2 separate regions of the Triticum aestivum genome follow, and region 1 is linked to region 2. Evidence: chromatin contacts called from public Hi-C data. All regions are on one chromosome and are shown on one strand. The core of a region is the stretch at or near the end of the contact, and the rest is flanking DNA. Distances in the headings are between cores, read along the strand shown. Region 1 has its middle 100 kb from the start of LOC123048833. Region 2 holds the start of LOC123048811 (methionine gamma-lyase).

Region 1 (3,347 bases), core at 223-2,722, 150 kb before region 2:
TCCCTTGTAGACCTATGAGCTAGCTCATGTATTAATGATGATTCTGTTTTCTTAACCATGTGCATAGTTAATGTAATAAGGATGTCAGCAATAATGAGAGCACACTTTTAGGATAACAATGATGTTGAATAGACCCAACTTATGAAATACTGGGAGATCGTGTCATCATCATTGAAGCAAGCCGAAGTCACGCTACCGTCATCGCCACTCTCTTTCCGAAGTCGGACAAATCTTGGTGTAGTAAACAATTGAGAAGTCGTCGTGTAAAGACATTATAGGGCTAACTCAGCAAAACAACAACAAACCGCCTATGAAGAGAAGGATAGATCTCAGAAGCATCGAACTTGTAGACACACGAGTGAAGACGAACAAAGACGGAGTCCGTACAGATCCGCTCAAGACCAACACACACACTAAATCCTTCAAGATACGATGAAACCATCAACACATGCTCTCTGATAACGCTAGATACACCATCGAAACGAGGATCGAACATAGAAGACATTATTCTTAATTTCTTATTAGTGGACCTTGTCACCACCACACATTCACATCCGAGATGCTGAAACAAACAAGAACTAGAGCCAGGTTTCTCCCACTTGCGTAGGCCCGGGGTCCTCCACAACTCCACGGCCCAAAGTCTGCCGCCTCCGGGGGCTTCGATGGAGGGAGGGTACTTACCGCCGTCATTCGTTTGATAAGTATGTCATTGATCAATTTGATGCCGTACCTTAACTGTCTCTGCTCTATCTCGGATCGCCCCGCAATGGCAAAGCTGCTTGGCCTCGAAGAAATGGAATGTGCTCGTTACTGAAGATTGAATTATTGTCTCATTACCTCCGAAAAAAAATTATTGTCTCATTCGTTCGGCTCGTTTTCATCCCTGGCAAACGTGCTTCTGGAGTCTTTTCTTTTCTTGAACACCGCGCTTCTCGAATCTTAAAAAGGGATAGAAATATCAACCGCAGAGGCATATTCCCCAATGCCATACTTGCTCGCATATACGCACGCACAACACATTGCGCTCTTTCTCCGTCCAGATTTTTCTTCTCGAGATCAATTTTTATGAGGTTTCATAATGCACTTCCTCAAGGTCTTATACTAAAGCCTGCCTACCTAGGCGCCGCTATTGTTTACGTCATAGATCATCGTATTATTTCTATATAGTCGCTGGAAGAATTTGTTTGACGAACGTTCGACGCGGCAAGCAGTTGCATCCTATGCGACGCGCCTGCTGGTCATTTTTTTGATGAAAAGGGGTTACCCCCCGCCCCATTTTATTAGGCCTGCTGGTCGTTTCTGCATTTATCCGTGTAGTACGTGCGATGACTCGAATGGCCTTTTGGTCCGTTTCAGTCTTTCAGATAACCACTATCCATCAGTGGCCGCGTGCGATGACTCGATATGCTGATCGGCCCATGGTGTGGACAGCGCTGATGTGGCACGAAGATCAGTCCGGGGGGCTCGGGATGGATGGATTCATGGGATGGCTACCGCTGGAGGAGACCCCACGTGTTGCGTAAGACGCGACGTGCCCTTTGCGAGCTTTGCTGTCGTCGACGCGCACATGTGAGCAGTGACCTCCAGCCGAGGCTAGTCGTATTAATCATCATTAGTTAGTCGTATCCTCAGAGTTCAATGACTCCCTTTTCACGATACGCAGACGGAGAGATATACATCACATGAGATGTTTTCTTTATTAGGAATGCCATCCTAGCTTACTTTATTCATAATGCAAGAGATTCAAGAACCAAAGGTGAAGGATCATCTATCCAATTACGAAGATATATGATTCTCGTAACAATATTTAGTTAACTCGTGAGGAGTGCCATTGGCTTTCTGCAAGCAATGTCTAAACCGAACATCACCAATATCCATCTCAAGATCAATGCTGTCGGCATAAATTGCAGCCCCTACAATCCACCGTACCGCCGAGCCTACTAAGGACATCTCCAACGGCCATCCTCAAACCGCTTGCATGCATCCGAACCACGTTGTTAGAACGTATTGTATATTTAATGTGGGTCTGTATCACTTTGGACGTGTTTTTTCTCGCAAACCGAAGACAAGCATGGGAAGGGAGGCTTTGCGGGCGTTCGGACCGCTCCCATGCCCACGTCTGACCGCCCTGACCCACCCAAACTCCCACCCGCCCCTTTCGCGTTTTTCATCCCACACGTCGCGCTGCATGCCGCGTCACATTCATGTCGGCCCAGAGCATGCCCGCGATTTGACTAGACGGGAAGGTGGCGCAGACGAACGCGACCTCTCGGACGTCTCCGCTTCAATGCGAACGCTGCGTCCCGAGAAACCAACTCGGGCCGTTGCGCCGCATTGAAGCCGGCTGACCCCCCTCCCTTCGCCTAGTTTGGGCGTGGATATTTAAGCCCTGCACCAGCGAGACAGATCCACACTTCCCTCACACGAGCACCGCACCGTCCTCCTCCCCCTCGCCGAGCCCTTCCTCCTCTTCGAGCCTAGAGGCGACACCTAAGTCCTGGTTCTCCGCGTCGGTAGGCGAGGCCGGTGGAAGTTCCTCGTCAGGCGATTCATGGCATCACCGCCCTCGCTGACCGGGACCATCTGCATCCATGATGGTGGGCTCCTCCGGCAAGGAGGAGATAGTCATCTCCTTCGGCGACGAGGAGGACCAGCTACAGCAGCGGCCCTGTCTCCTCTCGAGGACAGCTCTGATGGACGAAGAATTTGTCCGTCAGATGGAGATTATGACGGAGCGTTCGCTCCCTCAGATGGGCACGGTGCCACCATTGCTGGCACGCGTGAAGGAGGAGCCACCGTTTGAAGGTGTCCCGGACTAGGGGGTGCACATCATGTTGGCCCGTCACTTGTGGGTCGGGCCGAGGACCCACCAGTGGTCGATGAATGGGTCTTGACTAGCCTGGTCCTTGTCGTCATCTAAATGAAGATCTCTGAAGACTTGGCATACACTTCATGATGCATCTGAAGTATCGGAATACTTATCCCTAGATTACAACCAAGGTAGTTCTGCTGAGAACAGCATTAGTTCGGATTAGTTTCATTCAAATCATGCAAATTAGAGTCCAAAGCAAGAATATAAGTGTTTGGAAAAGTAGATACATTGAAGACGTACCATACACTTCACGATGCACCTGAAGTATCAGAATACTTATCCCTAGATTACAACCAACCATTTTTAAACCCTACATATCCCTGGTGCCTATACATATAAGTTGTGGGGTATAGTCCGTAGAGGCACTCATACGCTGTTTAGAGCTTAGAACTCCCTCATATGATCTCAAGGTAGATAACATTGTACTTTGTACCCCATCACAATCAATATATAAGAAGCAAGACGTAGGGTTTTA
Region 2 (3,696 bases), core at 614-3,113:
TAAGGTATTATAAGTTCATAACAAACAGAGTAATGCTTGGAGCATGATGACATAATGTAGACAAAGTAAGGCCAAATGACATGTTCGAACCCCATCGTTTTACCCTTAGTAGTAACAATGCAATACGTGCCTCGCTACCCCTTCTGTTACTGGGTGAGGATACCGCAAAATTGAACCTAACACAAAGCACCTCTTCCACTGAAGATAAATTGATCTAATTGGCCAAACTATATGGATAGATCGGAGAGAAAAATAAAGCTATAACAATCACACATAATATAGTTCAAAAAAGACTGAATTATTATCAATGAATAATATGATCATAAACCCACAATTCATCGGATCCCAACAAACACGCCGCAAAAATATTACATCGAATCGATCTTCGAAGAGAACATTGTATTGAAGTTTTTAATTGTCCAATGCTATTGTATTATAAAATGGTGTACACTGAGGCCCGGTTGTCCTAGTGAATTGTTCATGCTTGTGAAAGAATTGATTCAACAACCCCCCTCTAAGTCACGGCGTTACCCGATCATCTTTGATATGGCGATGAGTGTGTTGATGTTTACCACGTTGCTCATGAATTAGCGATGCTAGCCATGAGACAATGGGACCAAGAACTGATTGTTGAGGTCCCTTCGAGCCTTCATGAACTGATAACCGAAGATTGTAATACCCCAAAAAGAGTAGTTGTTTTGCTCTTTTGGCTAATTTTTTTTCTTTCTTTCTTTCATAAAACATCTTTAAATGAATGAATGTTAGGAAGAAGACTTCGAAGCCTTCAAGATTTTGAATGTAATTTTATTTTCTTTAAGAGCACGTTTGATTTTTGCTTGTGCGCACTTAGTGATTCTACTCTCTTATTTGTGTGTGCACTAGCAATGTTTCCTTTTGCATATCAATCGTGGTTTGATGGTGATGTGTTTGCACACAAGTAGAACTTCCGCACGGGATTGGCTGGCATTGTAGTACTGAAATTCAAAGTTCGCTCGTTAGAATTTCCTATCAGAAACCCTGTGGCTGTGATCGAGTTCGTCGTTCAGAACAAGAAGGAAAAGAACTTGCACAGTTACGCGATTACACGCACGCCAATACGTTTGGTTTGGAAGGAGAAGTTGAACACGAGTTTGCCTTCTGGTCGATGGGCCAGCTAGGATCAGTCAAACACTCGTGACTCCGTGATCGTGATGGAACGCATCCATCTAAAAAAATGGCGAGCCCAGATGCGGATAGACGCAGCATCCTGATACGGTTTGCCTTCGGATGCTCACTTTTCCTGCCAGATTTGGGAAGATTCATGGCCAGATTCATTCGAAATCTGCACGAATCGTCTATCTTTGTGGAGTACGTACCAGAATTAGCATGCATGGCGGCCAATTTTGACTGCTGCTAGTAATGGTCGCCTTCGTATAGGAGGCCTGCGTTTCGGTTCATTGAACATGGACGCCGTCTCTTTTCACCGCCGAACATAAGTGCATTGAACCTGCTTTGTTTGTACGTACACATTCACCCTGGCTGGCCGGTTAAAGGGCAAATTAGCTTACGAACTGTCCCATAAAATTTACTCCCTCTGCTCTTAAATATAAAGCCTTTTTTAGAGATCTTAATGTGAACTACATACAGAACGAATCTATACTCTAAAATACGTCTATATACATCAACATTACACTTGCCGTGCATTATTATTGACGTTACAATTTACAAAGAACGGTACGATCTTTTTCTTTTTCTTTTGCCCCGGCACGTTGCTCCTTCCAATCCTGTGCCCGTACGTATGTCCACGTTCACGGCTCGCAGCTCTCCCAACTCCGGACTACCTGCCAGATCCTGAATTCCTGATCATCGGCTATAAATTGGCACCGTCCCCTGCTAGCTTCCCCACACAGCTCTTGATCGATCCCGCTCGCGCTCTCTTCTCTGCAAAAAGAAAACATCCAGTCATCCGTCCTACGATCCCAATGGCCCACGTCCTCGCCGCCGCCGAGCCCCTCACCCTCCTCAAGCGCCCGCCGCCGCAGAACGACGGCTTCGGCGACGACAACGGCAGCACGGAGGAGAAGGCGCCCAAGGCGCGCCGCCGGGAGTCGGACCCGGCGGCGGCACTGGCCGCGGCGCGGCATGAGTTCGGGGAGCACGGCGGCGTGAACATGTCCATCGAGGCCTCGGCCACGTTCACCGTGATGGAGCCGGACACCATGCGCCGGCTCTTCACGGGGGAGCTGGGCCCGGAGCGCGGCGACCTGTACATCTACAGCCGCCACTTCAACCCGACGGTGCTGGCGCTGGGGCGGCAGATGGCCGCGCTGGAGGGGACCGAGGCCGCCTACTGCACGGCGTCCGGCATGTCGGCCATCTCCTGCGTGCTGATGCAGCTGGTGGGCGCCGGCGGGCACGTGGTGGCGTCGCGCTGCCTGTACGGCGGCACCCACGCGCTGCTGTCCCGGTTCCTGCCGCGCACCTCCGGCGTGCAGGCGACGTTCGTGGATGCGGACGACGAGGCGGCCGTGCGCGCGGCCATAAGGCCGGGGGAGACGCGGGTGGTGTACGTGGAGACGATGTCGAACCCGACGCTGGCCGTGGCCGACATCCCGATGCTGGCGCGGGTGGCGCACGAGGCCGGGGCCAAGCTGGTGGTGGACAACACCTTCACCCCCGTCGTCGTCTCGCCCGCGCGGCTCGGCGCCGACATCGTCGTCCACAGCGTGTCCAAGTTCATCAGCGGCGGCGCCGACATCATCGCCGGTAAGGACGCACACATCCAAGAAGTACTCCCAAGTTATGTTGCATGCATGTTCCATGCACGCATGCAAAGACAAGGAACGGCAACAGCTGTTGCGTAGAACGACCCACGTATGCTGGTTAAAAGTCCCACGCATGCAAGCCTATCTCCCCAACTTAAAAGTCAGTTCGACAAAGTCCATACGTACCTAGTTTTTTTATTTTGGATTGCAACTACCCCACGTTTTTAGTCAACCGTCATCTTATTTAACTGGCGTGAAACAATCGTAATCCGGACGTCTCATTCGTTCTGCAAGTTAGGAAAAAACTTCGGCAGTAGCATCACTTGACACACCCAGACATATTGTACTTGCTACCATGCATGGTGGGGAAAGCTACGCTCAAAGCAGCAGTGCTAGCTCACATGCAATGCCCTGAGACACGGGACGAATGGAAAAGGACATCCCGGGGCTGTATAGGTTCAACTACTAGAAAAAAAGAAAAGAAAAGTATATCCATGTTTAAAAAACGGTCTGGAATAACGATGGGATGGCTGTGAGTAGTAATTATTAGGAGAAAATGGTAAAAAGATTATGGAACAGCGATGAGTAATTAGGAGAAAATGGTACCCCGCGCTAAACCATTATGATATGACCGATCTTAATCATAGTTTACATAGTTCGTCATATAACACTAGTACTAGTATTACTTATGCCTAACTCTAGAAGCAGAATTCAGTAGCGGGTAATTCACTGCCGGTGGCCGGCCATCACTTTACGGGACCATGCATATATGCAAAGAGGCTCTCGACACGGACGCCTCTCACTGTTGCACCCCACGCAAGGTGGTCGCCACTCGCCACCCCCGTGTGCAGACAAGGCCCAAAAGGACGAAGCGATGAGTCAGCGATGCTCACCCACACACGTATACGTACTACGAGTACTCGTCTGTAGCCAGCAGCAGCTACTTATCTCT

The links. Hi-C and Micro-C count contacts between places; a contact is called where the count stands out from the background.
Region 1: a Hi-C map of leaf shows a contact between it and region 2, with 5 times the contacts expected there. The contact joins the enhancer-like site here to the promoter of LOC123048811 in region 2. A contact is called at or near these places in 3 of 5 Hi-C or Micro-C datasets (leaf and an unstated tissue).

The regions. Positions count from the first base shown.
Region 1 is chr1A:328,755,441-328,758,787 of IWGSC CS RefSeq v2.1, reverse strand. No RefSeq gene overlaps it. Among protein-coding and RNA genes, the nearest start is that of LOC123048833, 100 kb to the left of the region's middle. Within about 2 kb of position 1,472, at least 3 of the 8 cell types and tissues checked have an H3K27ac peak or open chromatin away from gene starts, as enhancers often do. A contact at or near this core is called in leaf, where this site is marked.
Region 2 is chr1A:328,603,712-328,607,407 of IWGSC CS RefSeq v2.1, reverse strand. It overlaps LOC123048811 (methionine gamma-lyase), which reads left to right and starts at 1,863. Exons shown (of 2, transcript XM_044471844.1): 1 at 1,863-2,745. The coding sequence starts at 1,962.